2 separate regions of the Mus musculus genome follow, and region 1 is linked to region 2. The links are chromatin contacts, called in public Hi-C maps. All regions are on one chromosome and are shown on one strand. Each heading gives the region's core, a stretch centred on a gene start, on an enhancer-like site or on the middle of the called end of the contact. The rest is flanking DNA. Distances are from core to core; before and after follow the strand shown. Region 1 overlaps Tshz3 (teashirt zinc finger family member 3). Region 2 has its middle 7.2 kb from the start of Gm38992.

Region 1 (3,775 bases), core at 1,077-3,576, 170 kb before region 2:
TAATGCACACACGTGTACACATATATAAGAAGCAGTAGAAATGAAAGTGGGTCAGTGAGTTTACTTAAAAACAATAGTTTGACAATATGCATGCAATCAATACATGGTCATGTATTTTAAAAGCAGAGAAACAAAAACCTGCAAACCTCCTAAGCCTCAAAATCTAACACAGAGAACGAAACCAATCATACTGGGAAACAAATTAAGGAAAATGAACGGCTAGAGTCCGTTATTTGCTTAATGGCGTTCCTTCCCTGAGTTTTACTGGTGCCCCATCTCTAGTTGTGCGTGCAGACCAACACATCTGCTGTCGACTCACCAAGGCATTTGACAACATCATTTCAGAACCTTTAGCTACCGAGCTATCAATAATTAAATGCATTCAGTTCACACTTTGTTCTTGTGGATACCAGCTATTTATCTCTGTCCTCTGAAGAAGCTAATGGTATAATGGGCAAAACATCAAGAATAATTAAGAAAACATCGCTATAAACTCTGTCAAAAGAAAGAGAACTTTTGCTAGGCCCTCAGACAGAACCCCTGAGTGGAGGACCCATTCAATCCCAGCATACCTTGCTGAGAAGTGGGAGGAATAAATTCAATGAGCAGTTAACTCGCTCAGTCCAGGGGCCTACAGTCAGTAGCACTAGCAGCTGCTTTGAGTCTGTGTTCTGGGAGAACCCAAATGTGTTTGAATAACATCAGAAGTGGAAAGAGGGCCATGTGATCACCTCCACCTGGCCAAGGTAGCCCTTGAGGGTCAACTCCTCATGTGGAAAGGTTGCAGAACCATCTAGCTCCTGAGACCCGGGTCCTGTCTAAGTAGCTCAACCTGTAGGGCATTGCACCTTTACATAGACAAGGTTCCTTTGCACGACTAGCCAGTATTGAAACACCAGTATTGAAACACAATGTCTCAGTAAAATCACCAATAACGGGTCCCTCTTTTATTAGTGGAAACTGCCTTATTTTATATCCAATAACAAATAAAAGAGGAACTTGTAGAGTTTATTTTTTATGATAAGAAGTCAGGCCTACCTGGTATACAAAAGCTCCATCTATGAAATTATATTTTAAAACAATCACGATTAACTGCCATACCATTTAAACGGTGTGCGTATTACCAAATAAGAATAAAGAATTATCTGCAACCACAGTCACAGGAGACAGCCCTGAAGAGGCAGGCTTCAGATGTGTCAACTTTCTGTATATCCTTTCAAAACCTTTATTTCAGTTGTCACCTAAATGCAGTGGCTTCCAAACACGTCTCACCAATCTCAGCCTGAGACTGGAGGATCCACTTCTTGTAAGAACTATGTGTGTGTCTACATTTAAACTTCCAGACACCACATTTTTGGATAAGCCAGTGGCCCTGCTTTGTCATTAAATCCAAAAAGGCTCGTAGGGTTGGTGGGCCCATCTACCACAACATAAATGGGAATCTTATTAAGATGCAGACACCACACCGGACTAAAATAAAACTAAGGAAGGAAGAACAGACCCATCTTTGTCACCACTAATTGTCTAATTACTTCTTGGTTTGGTCACCTAAGCTCGGAGCAAGAAGGAAGAAACGATGGTCATTTCTCACTGCCCAGATGAAGGTACCAGGTGCCTGCTGCACCTTATGCAGGCAGAGCTTAAGTATCAAGAAACTACAATGAGCATCTTCCAGGGTGCGGGGAAGGAGGCGAGACCTGGCAACAGGCATACCCTGCAGTTTTCACACATGCACACACGCACACGTCTGCTGAATGCAGCCAGGGCTGTGGCACCTCTGATTTGGGTCTCAGGGTATGCACCAGGCTCCTAGAAACTCACACAGTATACGCAGGAAAATAGTTTTTAAACGATGCCAACGAAACGGCGACTAATGGTTGTGAACCTCTACCGAGGCTTTCGACTTTTCACTTCTGGAGGTGAATTATTTATAGCTGATCACTGCTGTTACAGGCTGGTGTCAAAACTCAGGTGCAAGCTGGCCGAGTTCTGGGTTCAGGGACACCCTGCTGCGCCATTCCCTTCCTGCCTCTCTGAGCCTTAACAGCTCCCTGGTTAAGAGAATTAATTACACGGTCCTTCAACCTGGACCCTGGGTCCAGTCAGAGGGAGATGGCAAGTCAGAAAGCAAGTATTCTTTCCCATCAAGCACAAACTACTCCTTACTCTCTCTCATAGGAGAGGAAGAAGAGCAGAGACACAACTCAGAGGAGGAAAAACAAAAAGAAAAAAAAAAGAAAAAAATTCCATTATAGCCGACTTCCCGGAGCTCCAGCCTCGGATATGAGTAATCACAGAAAATGTAACATCAGCTTTTCTTGCTTTCCTTACATGGGGTTCCTCCTTTATTTCCTTTCAAAAGGGGTCAAATTCTCCTCTGTAATTCAAAAGAGCTGCTTCTTGGTTAATAAAAGGGTGTCCTCTCTCTTTAACGGCTCTGCTTTTTCCCCCATCCCCGGGAAATTTAATATTTTGGGTCAAAAATAAAACTTGCAAGAAAAAGAGGGGGAAAAAAAAGAAAGAGAAAAGCAAAGAATAGACCTCAAGCCCCTGAGCTGCTTTGCCTTTGAGGGCTTCCAGTAAATCTCTCCCACTAGCAAGGGCAGATCTAAGCGAGCTGGAACTGCCTGCAGGAGCCTCTGGAGGCAGCATCCCCGAGCTGGGATGTGCTGCATAAGCACAGACCACTGCGGATGCCTGAACACCCAGCGCCAGCCAGTGGGTACCACTGGAAGTCAGGGGGTTCACAGCATCCAGGCCTCTCCAAGGGTCTGCACTGGCCACAGCACAACCTCCTGGTTGCTCTCCAATTCCCTCGTACCCTCTCTATGACCTAACCTAGCAAAGGGGGGGGGGGATGGGTAGGGGGAAAAAAACGTGGGTGTTATGATGCTGTGTGGTCTACACATCCCTCTGGACTGCAGACATGAATGAGCTTTTTACAGGAGGCAAAAGGCCACTTGAAATTGAAAAAAAAAAAATTCCCTACTCTTCTAGGTCCTAAAGCATCCTGAGCAGGGAATCTGGCCCGAGACACATCGAGGGATGATCAGGGATGGAGCCTTCACGGTAGCTCCTTTTGGCAGGAACAGAGTCATCTGGAGAAGGTTGCCTGGCAAGAACACACACAAAAAAGAAGAGCCCAACTACCATGCTGGCTGTGCTGAGGGGGTAATGAGGAGTGCAGGCCTTTGCTAGAGATGGGCTGTGTCTGTTCTCTGACCACTGAAAGGGGAGGAGATGACCTGGACTGGGACTTTACAAATGTCTCTGCAGCCAGAGAAGGTGGCCCAGGCCTGTCATCCAAGCACTCTAAGGCCGAGGCAGGAGGATTGAGAGCAAGAGCCCTAACCTGAATTTTGGGCTAGTCAGGTGATACCTGATCTCCCAAAGAAATAAACAAATAAAATGAAGGAGACATATCTGCTATGAACCGGAGGTTCCACCTCAGTCTTGGAACTCTTGCCTGGTATGCATAAGGCCCTGGGTTCAAGCCCCAGCACTACAAAGAAAAGAAAATATGTGTAAAAACCTCGTCCACGGTGAAGCATAAATTATTGTTGTTTCACTGATGAATTTAAAAGGGGCATTCAGTTACTTTCATTGCTTAAACTATTAAAATAACTTATTTACTAGGTCTATCACTGATATTTCATATATGCTGTAGTGATTTTTTTAATTAATTAGTATTCACACAATCACGGAAATAATCGTAGGGATAATAGCGTCTGGTGAATGTGACTAAGGTGTCTCCAGAAGTCCCACAACTAAAATC
Region 2 (3,786 bases), core at 485-2,984:
CCATACCCTTCAGATTTGCTACCACTTCCTCCAGCTTCTCTTCTGACTACTCTCCACCCTCATTTCAAGTGAAGAGCCATATACCTTCAGGAGAATGTTCCCTGTCCCTAAGCCTGGATGAGGTGTCCCTTCCAGGAGCTCACATTGCATCCCTGCCCTTGACGGATTAGATGACCCATGACATGGTGCTCGGTAACTGGTTTGCCTTTTTACATTTCCTGTAGACTGTAAGGGTCATAGGTCAGGGACAATGCCCAGAGTACAGTAGACATTCAGTGAATACAGTCCCTCTGCCCCTTACCAACGACCACCAGCAGGTTCATGTCAGGGTGGTCCTGGGAGTGAGGAAATCTCACTTTGTCCATGTTATCCCTCCCATCTCTCAGTGCTGTGCTTCCATTGGTCCTCGCATATCTGGCTGTCTCAGCTGCATTGTGAGCTACTTAAGAGAGAGGAGTGTCTATCCATGCTTTCCCCACTGGATGCTCAGGTCAGAGGCAGTCACAGACCGCACATGCCTTCTTTTCTTCCTTTCCTTTCTTTTCCTTTCTTTTCCTTTCTTTTCCTTTCTTTTCCTTTCTTTTCCTTTCTTTCTTTTCCTTTCTTTTCCTTTCTTTTCCTTTCTTTTCCTTTCTTTTCCTTTCTTTTCCTTTCTTTTCCTTTCTTTTCCTTTCTTTTCCTTTCTTTTCCTTTCCTTTCCTTTCCTTTCCTTTCCTTTCCTCTCCTTTCCTCTCCTCTCCTCTCCTCTCCTCTCCTCTCCTCTCCTCTCCTCTCCTCTCCTCTCCTCTCCTCTCCTCTCCTCTCCTCCCCTCCCCTCCCCTCCCCTCCCCTCCCCTCCCCTCCCCTCCCCTTTCCTTTCCTTTTACTTTTCGGCTGCATTTTCATTTTGGCATTCTTAAATCTGGCCTATTCCTTTGGGTTTTGCCAAATTCCTCTCAGTTGCTTGCCTTGTGAAAAGTGGTGCTACCCCAGTCAGGAAGGATGGGACAATTGAGAGGCATAGCTGTGCTCCCACGGTGAAGGCAACCTGGCCTGGGGCTGAAGGCTGGTGTTCTGCAGCCTCCAGCTCTCACCAACCCACGGTTTGGAATGGCTATGAAATGCTTGTCTGAAGACGCTTGTGTAAAAGGCCTGGCCCTTACTGACCATACCAAATTATTGAGAAATGATTGAACCATACAGGCTCAGACATCATCAGTGAATTCATTCATGGGTGTATTCACATCTTCATTGTGTTGTAGGAAGGTGGTTGAAATGAGGAGGTAGCGGTCTCCTTGGAGGAATTAGGTCAGCGGGGAAGTGGCCTTTGATAGGTGTCTTGCTTCAGACTTCTCAACCTCCTTCCTTTGCTTTGAGGCTCACAGCTTCCCTACCTTGTTATCCTTCTGCCACATTTCTATCTTGCAAGGAGGCTGAACACAAGAGGGTCACCCTCAAAAAACTGAACTCCATCAAAGCATGAGCCAAATAAACTTTTTATCCCAAGCCCCTTTTCCTCAGAGATTTGGTCACTGCAGTGTAAAACTAACCAACACACACTGTGAAGTCCCATTACTGGATTGCAGCCCTGTTCCTTTGGACGGCTCCTGTAAATCCTTCTTTTTCTAGTTCTTGCATGTCCCGAAGCCAAAGCGTGGCAGCCCAGGGTCAGGGCTCTGTCATACAAGCAAGCCTGCCTTCCACCCACATCACCACAGAACAGGCTTAACAAATGCTACTGTGTGTTCCTCTTGGGATTCCCCAACCGTACAGCCTGCCTTCCCTGGCACACAGGCATACAGATATGTTCCTTCCACCCATGACATTTCCTTGTTCTTCATATTTTACTCCAAGGGGCCTGCCTGATCTTCGGCCTCCTCAGATCTGCTACTGTCTGTTAACCCTTGATGTGCTGAATGTCTTCTGTCCAGTTACCACAGCCTCCATTGAAAACAAGCTCCCTATGGACAATTGTGGGTCCCATGATGCCCTGTCTTCATCAGTGCCTGGCATGGCCTTTGGTACCCAGTAGCAGCATAATGAATGCTACAGGGCGTGAGGCAAGGATACTTCGGTAAGAACACTAAGTAGGGCCAGGAGAGATGGCTCCGAGCTTAAGAGCACTGGGTGCTCTTCCCAGACCCAGGTTCCATTCTCAACCCTCATGTGAGTGTTGCTCACGACTGTCTGCAACTCCAGTTCCAGGAGATGTGGCACCCTATACCCTATTCTGATTTCTGCAGACACAGGAACAAACGGTGCATGCACATAGAAGCATGCAACACACACACACACACACACACACACACACACACACACACAACTTGTCTAAATAATCCTAAGTAGGGAATTTAAATGATGGCTCACACACACACACACACACACACACACACACACACACACACACACACACACAAAACTTGTCTAAATAATCCTAAGTAGGGAATTTAAATGATGGCTCACCGATTAAGGGCACATAAACAGTTCAAGTAGTGGTGCATGCCTTTAATCCCAGCACTTGGGAGGCAGAGGCAGGTGGACTTTTGAGTCAGCCTGGTCTACAGAGTGAGTTCTAGGATAGTCAGAGCTACACAGAGAAACCCTGTCTCAAAAAACCAAAAACAAACAAACAAACAAAAAACAGTTCAAGTTGTTTGCCAACGTGTTGCACGCATTGCAGGTTAAGCACAGTTGGGCTTAGAGTGAAAGACGATGGTATCGCATTCCGTAGTCCACAGTCACACAAATCCATGGCCCCACATTTCTTGTTAGCTGTGCATGTGTGAAGCAGAGATGGTGAGATGCGTGTTCTTACATTAGGAAAGGCCGGTGCGCCTTGAATTCGGGGTTGACCCAAGTGACCTTTGATCCTTACAGCCCTTTTCCTCCCCTGCCAACCTGAGCCACCCTGGGAAGCAGCAGGCACAGTGGGTTTCTTTGTCCTGTAGACAGGGCTGCTGAGATTGGTGTCAGTGCCACTGTAAAAATAAGTCACAAGATATGATAGGGACAGAAGGCCAGTCAGATAAGCCATGGGGGTGGGGTGGGGGTAGGGTAGATACAAGCCTAAGAAAGACTGAGAAAAACTGTAGAAGATAAGTCAGGGCACATGGCTCCTACTTGTTTGTATCATCATCATCAACATCAACATCATCATCATCATCATCATCATCAACCATAACCACCACCACCATCATCAACATTTTTTTTTACATAAAATTCCAATAGTGTTTACAAATCTGGTTTTATCACTCCGTTTTATCATTTAGAAGCTCCCCCCTACCCTGATAGTAGAATATTTGAACAATATTTTTTTTGAAATTTCATCAGTTGCTCTAATAGTGTCATTGCACCCTAACAACAGAGCCAACTGAGCATGAGCTGTAGATTAATACATAATGAAGTGGTCAGGGGCAGAAGTGTGGCCTTCCCTACTGACAAGTGGTTCTGGAGTCAGGGACGTCTAACTAGTTACCCAGCTGACATAGGACCTGGTGTCGCTTGCGTGCCTGGCCACTTATCCCACATTAGCAGAGGATGCCAATTGCATGGCCGAAGTGTTTGTGTTTGAGACAGCCTCTCAGTTTGTACCCGGGCTGACCTTGAACTTGTAATTCTCTGGCCACCAGACCTGGCATCAAGGAGAAGCTTCCTAAAGAAGATTTAGGAAATAAAAAGCAACTCTGCCTCCTCCCTTCTATAACACGAGCGGTCTGTGGTCCTGCAGGTTCTGTCTCCAGCACCCCCCTCCTCTACCTTCCCTTCACCACGGGCCTTCCCTCTGCAGTGAACTGCTCTGTATTCTAA

The links. Hi-C and Micro-C count contacts between places; a contact is called where the count stands out from the background.
Region 1: a contact with region 2 is called in a Hi-C map of muscle stem cells, with 2.3 times the contacts expected there. The contact joins two enhancer-like sites. A contact is called at or near these places in 4 of 484 Hi-C or Micro-C datasets (embryonic stem cells, muscle stem cells and nephron progenitors) and 1 of 115 datasets of contacts at active chromatin or transcription factors (embryonic forebrain).

Annotation. Positions count from the first base shown.
Region 1 is chr7:36,716,297-36,720,071 of GRCm38.p6, reverse strand. The region is part of intron 1 of Tshz3 (teashirt zinc finger family member 3); the gene reads right to left. Among named protein-coding and RNA genes, the nearest start is that of Gm36722, 20 kb to the right of the region's middle. Within about 2 kb of position 2,326, at least 33 of the 459 cell types and tissues checked have an H3K27ac peak or open chromatin away from gene starts, as enhancers often do. A contact at or near this core is called in muscle stem cells, where this site is marked.
Region 2 is chr7:36,548,304-36,552,089 of GRCm38.p6, reverse strand. No RefSeq gene overlaps it. Among named protein-coding and RNA genes, the nearest start is that of Gm38992, 7.2 kb to the right of the region's middle. Within about 2 kb of position 1,734, at least 3 of the 459 cell types and tissues checked have an H3K27ac peak or open chromatin away from gene starts, as enhancers often do. A contact at or near this core is called in muscle stem cells, where this site is marked.